Regions from separate parts of the Rattus norvegicus genome. Here all the other regions are linked to region 1. A link is a contact called in public Hi-C data. All regions are on one chromosome and are shown on one strand. Each heading gives the region's core, a stretch centred on a gene start, on an enhancer-like site or on the middle of the called end of the contact. The rest is flanking DNA. Distances are from core to core; before and after follow the strand shown. Region 1 holds the start of Rngtt (RNA guanylyltransferase and 5'-phosphatase). Region 2 holds the start of Ube2j1 (ubiquitin-conjugating enzyme E2, J1). Region 3 holds the start of Lyrm2 (LYR motif containing 2).

What was found. Hi-C and Micro-C count contacts between places; a contact is called where the count stands out from the background.
Region 2: a Hi-C map of liver shows a contact between it and region 1, with 5 times the contacts expected there. The contact joins the promoter of Ube2j1 here to the promoter of Rngtt in region 1. A contact is called at or near these places in 11 of 12 Hi-C or Micro-C datasets (the A7r5 cell line, the Rat2 cell line, Schwann cells and 6 more) and 1 of 1 datasets of contacts at active chromatin or transcription factors (oligodendrocytes).
Region 3: a Hi-C map of liver shows a contact between it and region 1, with 3 times the contacts expected there. The contact joins the promoter of Lyrm2 here to the promoter of Rngtt in region 1. A contact is called at or near these places in 4 of 12 Hi-C or Micro-C datasets (kidney, liver, mammary epithelial cells and 1 more).

Annotation. Positions count from the first base shown.
Region 1 is chr5:52,501,862-52,504,666 of GRCr8, forward strand. Rngtt (RNA guanylyltransferase and 5'-phosphatase) reads left to right here and starts at 1,474. Exons shown (of 16, transcript NM_001107923.2): 1 at 1,474-1,648. The coding sequence starts at 1,585. LOC108350948 (a long non-coding RNA gene) reads right to left here and starts at 1,455. Exons shown (of 4, transcript XR_010066498.1): 1 at 1,146-1,455.
Region 2 is chr5:52,217,396-52,220,095 of GRCr8, forward strand. It overlaps Ube2j1 (ubiquitin-conjugating enzyme E2, J1), which reads left to right and starts at 1,412. Exons shown (of 8, transcript NM_001106642.2): 1 at 1,412-1,640. The coding sequence starts at 1,610. It overlaps LOC108350947 (a long non-coding RNA gene), which reads right to left and starts at 958. Exons shown (of 2, transcript XR_001837925.3): 1 at 818-958.
Region 3 is chr5:51,992,844-51,995,933 of GRCr8, forward strand. It overlaps Lyrm2 (LYR motif containing 2), which reads left to right and starts at 1,697. Exons shown (of 3, transcript NM_001126096.1): 1 at 1,697-1,757; 2 at 2,113-2,253; 3 at 2,626-3,090. The coding sequence starts at 1,713. The coding sequence ends at 2,706.

The sequences.
Region 1 (2,805 bases), core at 224-2,723:
GAAAATCTCAACCTTCAAAAATATTTACATTGCCATTCATAACAGTAGCACAATTAAGTTATGAAGGTGGCAACAAAAATAATTTTATGGTTGGTGGTCTCCATGAGGAACTGTATTAAAAGGGTCTCAGCATTAGGAAGGTTGAGAATCACTGACCCATTGGATCAGGAATGGCACCACCCACAGTCAAATAGTGCCTTAGTTTCAGGTTTCGTGGTTGTGAAGAGACACAATGACCAGGACAACATTTAATTGGGTCAGTTTACAGGTTCAGAGGTTCAGTCCATTATCATTAAGAAGGGAAGCATGGCGGCATCCAGAAAGCTGAGAGTTTTACATCTTGATCCAACTGCAGCTAGGAGAAGACTGACTCTGGCAGACTTGAGCCCACCCCCACAGTGACACACTTCCTCTAACAAGGCTACACCTCCTTCAACAAGAGCACACTTACTAACAGTGCCACTTTCCTTGGGCAAAGCACAGTCAAACCACTACAATTAGCAATCAAGAAAATGCCCAACAGACATGGCCACAGGTCAATTAGGTTCTCAATTGAAGTTTCCTCTTCTCAGGCATGTCAAGTTGATTACTGAAGGCATTATAAGGAAGAACCACCTTGCTCCTAGTGGCCCACAACAAAGCCCTTATAGCTCCAGCTTGTCATATGGTAGTTTAAATCTCAGGAATGGGGAGAAACACAAGGCTTCCTGGTCTATGTGACTTGGTCTATGTAGTTAGTAACCAGGGTCAATTCCTATCTTGGCCAATTACACATGATTAGTGGTTCCTTTGAGACAGAGACTTTCAAAAATCCTAAATATACATATGAGAAAGGGAGAAAAAAAAAGATGAAACCCAGCAACAGACAAAACAAGACAAACAAACAAACAAAAACCATCAAAACCACCTGCTTCAAAACTGATAATCTTAGGGCTTCTGGAATTAATTTTTGAAGTTTCATGGGTGGTCAGCAGCATGTCCCCTACTCTTCGCCAAAAAAGAAACTCCTCATTTGTAATAACCTAGACTCAGATTTTCCGGATTTTTTGATTCAGGCAAGGGAGGATACTCAAATGACAGTTTAAACCCAGAACCAGCAGAGACATCACATTTGAGCTATGACTAATGGAAAAGCAATTTTTCACCTGCGAAACACCCTTTTGAATGTAGCAGGTCAATCCACAGGTGGAAAGAAGCTTGGATTCCTTCTACTTTGGGGGTTTCTCTTGTTTAGATGGAAAAAAAACCGGGACACCAGTCGTTTGAGAACTCACAAAGGCAAAACAGAGGTGGGGCGTGGCAGAGGCCGGTGCCCAGAGATACAGGGGGCGGGGCCAGGTGGAACCGCCCCTCTAGTTCTCAGCAGCTTCCCCTCCCTCAGCGGGGCGGAGCTTCCACTTCGCCTGACCTCGGAAGAAAGGGGGCGGATCCTTTGGGGCGGAAGTCGCAGTGCATTGTGGGCTCGCTGGGAGCCGCGGAGTCGAACCTGAATGAAAGTGGCGCGCCGCTGAGGACCCGGGTGGAGCTGCTGCCGTTGGGGTCTGGGCTGGCTTGCTAAGGAGCTGTCGGCGAGGCGGCGTAGACATGGCTTACAACAAGATCCCGCCTCGGTGGCTGAACTGTCCGAGGCGCGGCCAGCCGGTGGCAGGTACCCGGGAGGGGACTACGGGAGGGTTCGAATCCCACTAAGCCGGCCTGGGGACCCGCGCGCTTGGTGGCCGCTAGTCGGGGTCCGGCAGGGCGGAGGAATGAGAACCGGAGGTGGACAAGAGGCTTCTTGGAGCTTAAAGTTTGTGAACCTTTTTGTGGTATTTTTGAGTCCAGGTCTTGCTGTCTTGGCGAGACTTGTTCTTGGAAAGAGAGTAGTATGAGCCTTGAAATTCAGAAAAGCTTAAAGCGAAGTGAGGCTGGGAAGCGGGGAATTTTTGGTTTTGTTATTAAATTGACTTTTGCGGAATGTTGCCATCTTGAGTTTGACATCTCCGAACTTCCGAGCTTCTTTCTCGAGTTTCCAGAGTACCTGGGATTATAGGCCCGTGTCACTGCTTGGCTGACAGACAATGACTTAAAAGTGTACAGTTTGATAGATTTGGACCACACGCATATATTCCAGGAATACACATGAAATAACTGAGGCACAGGTCTCTGAATTTGTGGAGACATCGCACATGGTAACCTTAAAGGACCAGACTCCACAGTTACCAGCAACAAGGTTAGAGAGCAATTAGGAACTTTGTCGGCTGGACCTAGGAGCCGAAAGCATTTTTGTGATAAAACTGAGGAAGGAATACACGAACTGCTTACATTGGATTTACTCAACTGTAGCGTAATTATCGGGCGGCTGTTTGCAAAGATCTGCTAAATCTGCTAAATCTCCATATCTAACCCAGACGTAAGCGTTTCCTCCCCCCCCCCCTCCCCCGGAGCTGAGGACCGAACCCAGGGCCTTGCGCTTGCCTAGCACTGAGCTAAATCCCCAACCCCCTTTCCCTCTTTTTAGCTGTTTGAACGCGAGGCAAAATACAATGAGCTGTGGCTCTCTGTTGAGGAGCTGGTACCCACACTCTCCTAGAAGCCCACACCCTTGCTTTCCGGTTGTCTTTATTCTGTGTCTCTCTGTTTTAGAGTAAGTCAGTTTCTGTCTGTCTCTCTATCTCTGTCTCCCCCCCCCCCCTTTCTCTCTCTCTGTCTCTGCCCCCCCCCCCCCCAAGCTGTGTTCTGTAACACAAAGCAGGACGTTTTAGAATGGAGCTTATGTGAAGATTTCAGCACATACAGAAAGAAACATCTGTGTTGTGGGTCAGG
Region 2 (2,700 bases), core at 162-2,661, 280 kb before region 1:
TCAGGAACAAGGTGAAAATTCTTCCAAATTTAATTTGGGATAGAATCTTTTTGTCTGCTATAAATTGTTACTTTCTTCTTGGAAGGAATTTGTTCTTTTGACAAACCTACATTTCTGGGAAAATTAATTTCCTTCCCGCCCAGTTAACAGTCAAGAAAGTAGCAACCTTTAAATGGCATTTACTTCCTTTTTATCCACATTTTACCCTATCTGCACACGTTTCTATTTAGAGAAAACTCAAGAGTTGGCTTTTCTCTTGCAGCGATTATAATTAAGCTTTGCCACAGCCTGTAACTCAATGCCAGATTTGATGCTGTTTTTACCTAAGGAAGAGTCCCCAAGGACAACGTGATGGTGGCTTCGAGAATAAAAGAGAAACATTCTACCTCCACTGTTTGGAGGAAGAGAAGAGCCTCATGGGAAAGGGCCCTCAGAAGCTGGTTGGTGAATGAGAATGACTACATCCCTTTGGCAGGCCTGGTTATGAGGTCAGTTGCTGAGCTGGGCAGGTTGTTGGATGTTGAATTTGAGGACTGAACACAAAGAATGAAAGCTGAATGAAACGTATTGAAGTTTGGTTTTGCTTGCTTCTCTATTCATCAGATTATCAGCTTACTGATATTCAGAAAACATCACCTTTAATGGCTTAAAAGATGCCATTTAAATCTTTTTTTACCCTCCCACTTCAGTAGGCTGGGACAAATCACTATGGCATTCACTTATAGATAATTCACTTACAAACTTGACAATATAAGATCAAACAAGATTTTTATATAACACTAATTTGTCTAATTAATCTTCATCCCACCTATATTACCTTCTGTAATCTCTATGGGTCCCTCCTTTCTTGAGACCCACTTCCTTCGTGAAGCCTTCTGAACCATCCTTTCTCTGTCCTCCACAATCCATGACCGGTCCCATTTATGTATGTGCTTTTACTAAAATTCCAGGTGACCGCCTTGCTTTTATTTCTGGAAGGTTCTGATGCACCCCGGAAGCGGTGTCTTAGTTAATCACACCGCGCAGCTAGGGGCCTCGGGTACACAAGACCACTCGGGTCCATCGCACCGAGACCATTGCGGGCTCGGAGAAGCGCCGTCACGGTGGCGGAGCCCTAGGCCGTGCTCGCCCGCCTGCCGACCGCTACGGGCTGCGCCGTTCCTCCGAGCTTTCCGCGAGCTCCTGGGGAACCCTGCAGGGCCCGCGGCTAGTCGGTCTCCCCGGCTGGGCCGAAGGGAAGACGAGGGTGCCGCCCGTGTCCTCGGGTCCCCGAGCGGGCTTCGCGGGGCCGCCGCTGCCGCTGTCGCCGAGTGAACAACCGCCACGAAGTGACTGCCACGTCAGGCCGACTTCACAGACCCGGCGCCGGCGGTGACGCAGCGGCGCGTCGGCCCGGACGTCAGCCCCGCAGGCCGTCCGCAGCCCGGCGCCCCGTTCGGCGACGCCCCGGCGCCCGGCCGGCCCTCAGGGAGGCGGACCCCGCGGCCCGCACCTCGCCCGCGGTCGGGCTGGACTGGGCGGTGTCAGCGGAGGCCCTCGTCAGGCGCGTCCGCCGCGCGACACCCGGGCAGCTGCGGCGCCGACGAGAGCGGCAGCGGGGAGGTCCGCCATGGAGACCCGCTATAACCTGAAGAGCCCGGGTGAGCCGGGTTGGGGCGGCGGGAGGGGACCCGGGACTCAGGGCGCCGCGCCTCGGCCGGCTCGTGTCCGCCGGTCCTCGCGCTGCTCCGGGCTCGCGCTTTACGCGAGGCCGCGGCCGGTCTGGGGGTGCAGGCCGCAGGGCGGGTGGCCGCTACGGATCCTCAGATCTGCTGACGCCCCTTGGCTCCTGGCCTCTTCTTCCCAGTCTCTGCGGAGTGAAGCTGGAGACAGCCAAGCCAAGGGCAGGTGTAAAGGCGATGTCGGCCGGTACTACTAAACATCCCTTGCCGGACCGCGTCCCTCATATCCCTTCCGCCTGTGCTGACGAACTTTTGTTAGGTGTTTGACTCAAATTTGAGGAAATCTGTGGTTGAAATAGCCCATTTCAGTATTTGGGGGAGGATTTATAGACATAAATGTCCTGTAGCTAAACTAGTTGAGCTGTGTACTTGAGAATTAACCACGATTTGGGGGTGGATTGCTAATGTGAATTTCTTCAGTTAATGCCCCCAGACAATCCTGGCCTCCAGTTATTTTCTGATGCATTAAGAACAATGCAAAAATTATTATCAGTTGTCTAATCTATTAAGGCAGGCGTAACACAGATTACTGGAGCCTGTAAATGTCCTTTGATAATTTGTCAGGGAAAAGTAAAACCTCCCTGTTAACTCTGAATAACAAGCCTCAGGGTATTGATGATCCTTGAACTAGAACTCTCGCCACTGATTTTCTTTCCCACACTGCTTCTTCGTTTGGACTTTAAGTCTAATATCCTTATGGGAAAGAGTTGGTATTGTGAATCTCTCTCATTTAGTCCATAGGTGACTAGATGTAGAATTAGTCGTTTTTAGCGATTTTGTTTAACGTTTGGCCAAGCCTGTGCAAGAGTTACATGGCTGAATTTTAATGGGCCATATTCTTTGTCTTCAGCCCATCACTTAAAACCTGAAGAATTAAAAAAGGTTAGAAAAAGTAGAAATGCCTAAATTTTACTATTTTGAGGCCAGAATGATTAAATTAGTTGGACTTTTGTTGTTGTTTTATTTTTTGAGATGGTTT
Region 3 (3,090 bases), core at 447-2,946, 510 kb before region 1:
CGCTGTGCCCTAAACTTTGGACACAGAGTTTATTCAGGGCAAGGACCTGCCCTACTCTCAGTCGATTTAGTAACACTGCATTGACCTTCAAAGCTTTCCTACTCAAAATATAAATCTTCGAGACAGGGAATATATATCCATATGACAACACTGCCTGTGGCTAGCGTGATTGTGGAGAAAAGAATGTACAAAATACCTGTTCTCAGTGCCCAACTTGGACCCAGCACTAATTCAGAATTCTTATAAATATCCCCAGGTGATGTGGAAACAGCTCAGTGCTTTTCCAAGAGTCACAGAAAATAGTAATAAAATATATCCTAACGAGAAACTACTGGATCTGCCAGAAAAACAACAAAAAGGCGAAATTTATAACTCGATGCTTATCCAAGATAAAATAAGACTGATCAGATTACTCAGATCCAAAAGAAATGACCAGAGAAAGTCATGAACTACCTAATAAATGATCTTGAAGTTTTAATCTACTGGCTGAAAAAGAGCTTAGATCCATATTGTGCCATATGAAGATAACTTTTAGGTGGAGTAAATGTAACACTGATCAGAGAAGTTTACAACAAGCTTACAACAAGTTTACAATAGCTGTGAGTAGAAGATAAAATTGTAAAGTCTGAAAGGAAACAAATATGTTAATGTAAAGTTAAAGCTCTAAGTATAAAGAAGTAACCCAGGGCTGGAGAGGATGCTCAGCCAATAAGAAAATTATCCAAGGGGGCTGGAGAGATGGCTCAGTGGTTAAGAGCACTGACTGCTCTTCCAGAGGTCCTGAGTTCAATTCCCAGCAACCACATGGTGGCTCACAACCATCTGTAATGAGATCTGATGCCCTCTTCTGGTGTGTCTGAAGACAGCTACGGTGTACTTATATATAATAAATAAATCTTTAAGAGAGAGAGAGAAAATTATCCAAGGGTCACTGAAATGGCTCAGTAAAGGTGCTTTGCCCCCAAACCTCATACAGGTTTGATCCTCAAGGTCCCATATTAGAGAAAAATTGAAAAAAACACATGAGAAGCATCACTCATAATGCCTGAGAAACTAAACACCGAGAATTAAGAATCATATGCGTCTGGAACTGTTCTGAGCAGTTACATATAGATACACTTGCGAGGGAGAGGCCGTTTCACGGTACAGTTCAGAGATGAAACCATAGCGGGGAGTAGACACAGCTGGAAAGGTTAGATCACTTAGATCACAAGTGAAGCCATCAGATGCTCAGTACTGCATAGCTGGACAAATAATCCGGCAGAGATTCAATAACCTGATTTCTGAGTATGTGGTGTGGGGGACAAAAATCAAACAAGCGGGAAGCCTCATGAGTAGGGAAAATGCACGGAGCCGGAACAATCAATCGATCGAGGTGACCTGCTTTCTGTAGGATAAAGTTTAGAGAAAAAGAAAAGCTTTCAGGATGTAAATTGAATTTGCTAGTATAATGTCGGTCATTCGATTATACACATCAAGGTGCTCAAAAAAAAAAAAAAAAGCGCATAATTTCTCTCCTCCAGTCAAACGATTAAACTTCCGGATGACGAGTTCCTCCCGGCTTTCTGGGAAAAACAGAGCTAACAGCGGAAACCCGAGACTCGGGCGTCCGTCTCCTAGAAACCAGGTTCGCCCTTCCCCGACTTCCGCTTCCGTGTCCAGGTGCTCGAGGTTCACTTCCGCCCTTGTGCCCAGCGGCTTCCGTAGGCAACATGGCGGCCTCCCGCCTGCCACCTGCGACCCTGACACTGAAGCAGGTACGGCGGTTCTCTCAGCCCCGCGGGTCCCGGGTGCCCGCCTTGAGCAGGCCTACGTAGTCCTGACCGCGTCGGTTTAGACCGTGGCTGGCGGTGCCGCGGAGGGAGCTCCGCCCGTGAAGGGATGTCTTCTCTGAGGTCTTTTGAAGCACTCTCCCTGTGATCTGGCTCCCCACAGAACCGAGGGCGGGGGTGATAGGTGTACCCTACTCACGCAAACCGCCGGCAAGATCTTTGAGTTTTGTCTTGTTCTGTTTGAGATTGAGGACCAAAGGGACATTTCTGCTTACAGTTCTCTTGGCTGAGGTGGAGCCAGCGGCTGTGTATTAATTTGTATTTTTCCTTCCCCGAGCAGTTCATGAGAAGGCAACAAGTTCTCCTCCTCTACAGAAAGATTTTGCGAGCGATTAAGCAAATTCCAAGTGATTCTGACCGGAAATACCTTCAGGATTGGGCCAGGGAAGAATTTAAAAGAAACAAAAGTGCCACCGAGGAGGTGAGAGCAAGACCATGGTGGGGCCACGGCTCCTTTGTCCCGTTGTGTTACTGAGCTTGTCAAGTTTAGCGAACATCTTTGGAATGTGCCACTAAGGTGGCTCATTTTGATCAGTGCTGAGTTCCTACTGGATATTTTACATTTGTTTTGCAACAGCATCTGGCTTTGTACTGTGTAGCCTTGCATCCGACTTTGCACTTTTTTGCTGGGGGTTCTTTTGGTGAAGGGATCGTAGTGCCTTGGGCGTGGTAAGCCCGCAGCTACCGCCTGTAACCAGCCATGGTTGGTTCTTGAATGTAGAAGGTACAGTAAAAGAACTTTTTCGTGGTTAACCTGGTAAAACAATGACTAGGATATTCGTTTCCTCCACAGGATACAATCCGAATGATGATTACCCAAGGCAACATGCAGCTAAAGGAATTAGAGAGGACACTTGCTTTAGCCAAATCTTAACTGGAAGATTCTCAGACCTCCATGTGTTTGCAGATGCTTAGAGCCACTGTCACAAAGCACCCACGAAAAAGACTATAATCAGTCTGATCGAGAATGTAAATGAAGGTGTGTTAACATTTCCACGACAGTCCCTGGCTATAATTAAAACTCAAGCTAATGTCAAGATGAGAGCTTGGAAGCCTACATTGCCCCTCGGGAAGGTAAAATGGCAGCCACTTTGATGAGAAACAGATTATTAGTTATTAGTTCTTGAAAAGGCAGTGTGGACAGGATTGGTGAGATGGCTCCGTGTGAAGGCTCTTGCTGCCAACGACCTGAGTTTGATCCCTGGGACACACATGGTGGAAAGAGAAAACCACTCCAGAAAGTTGTCCTCCGACCTCC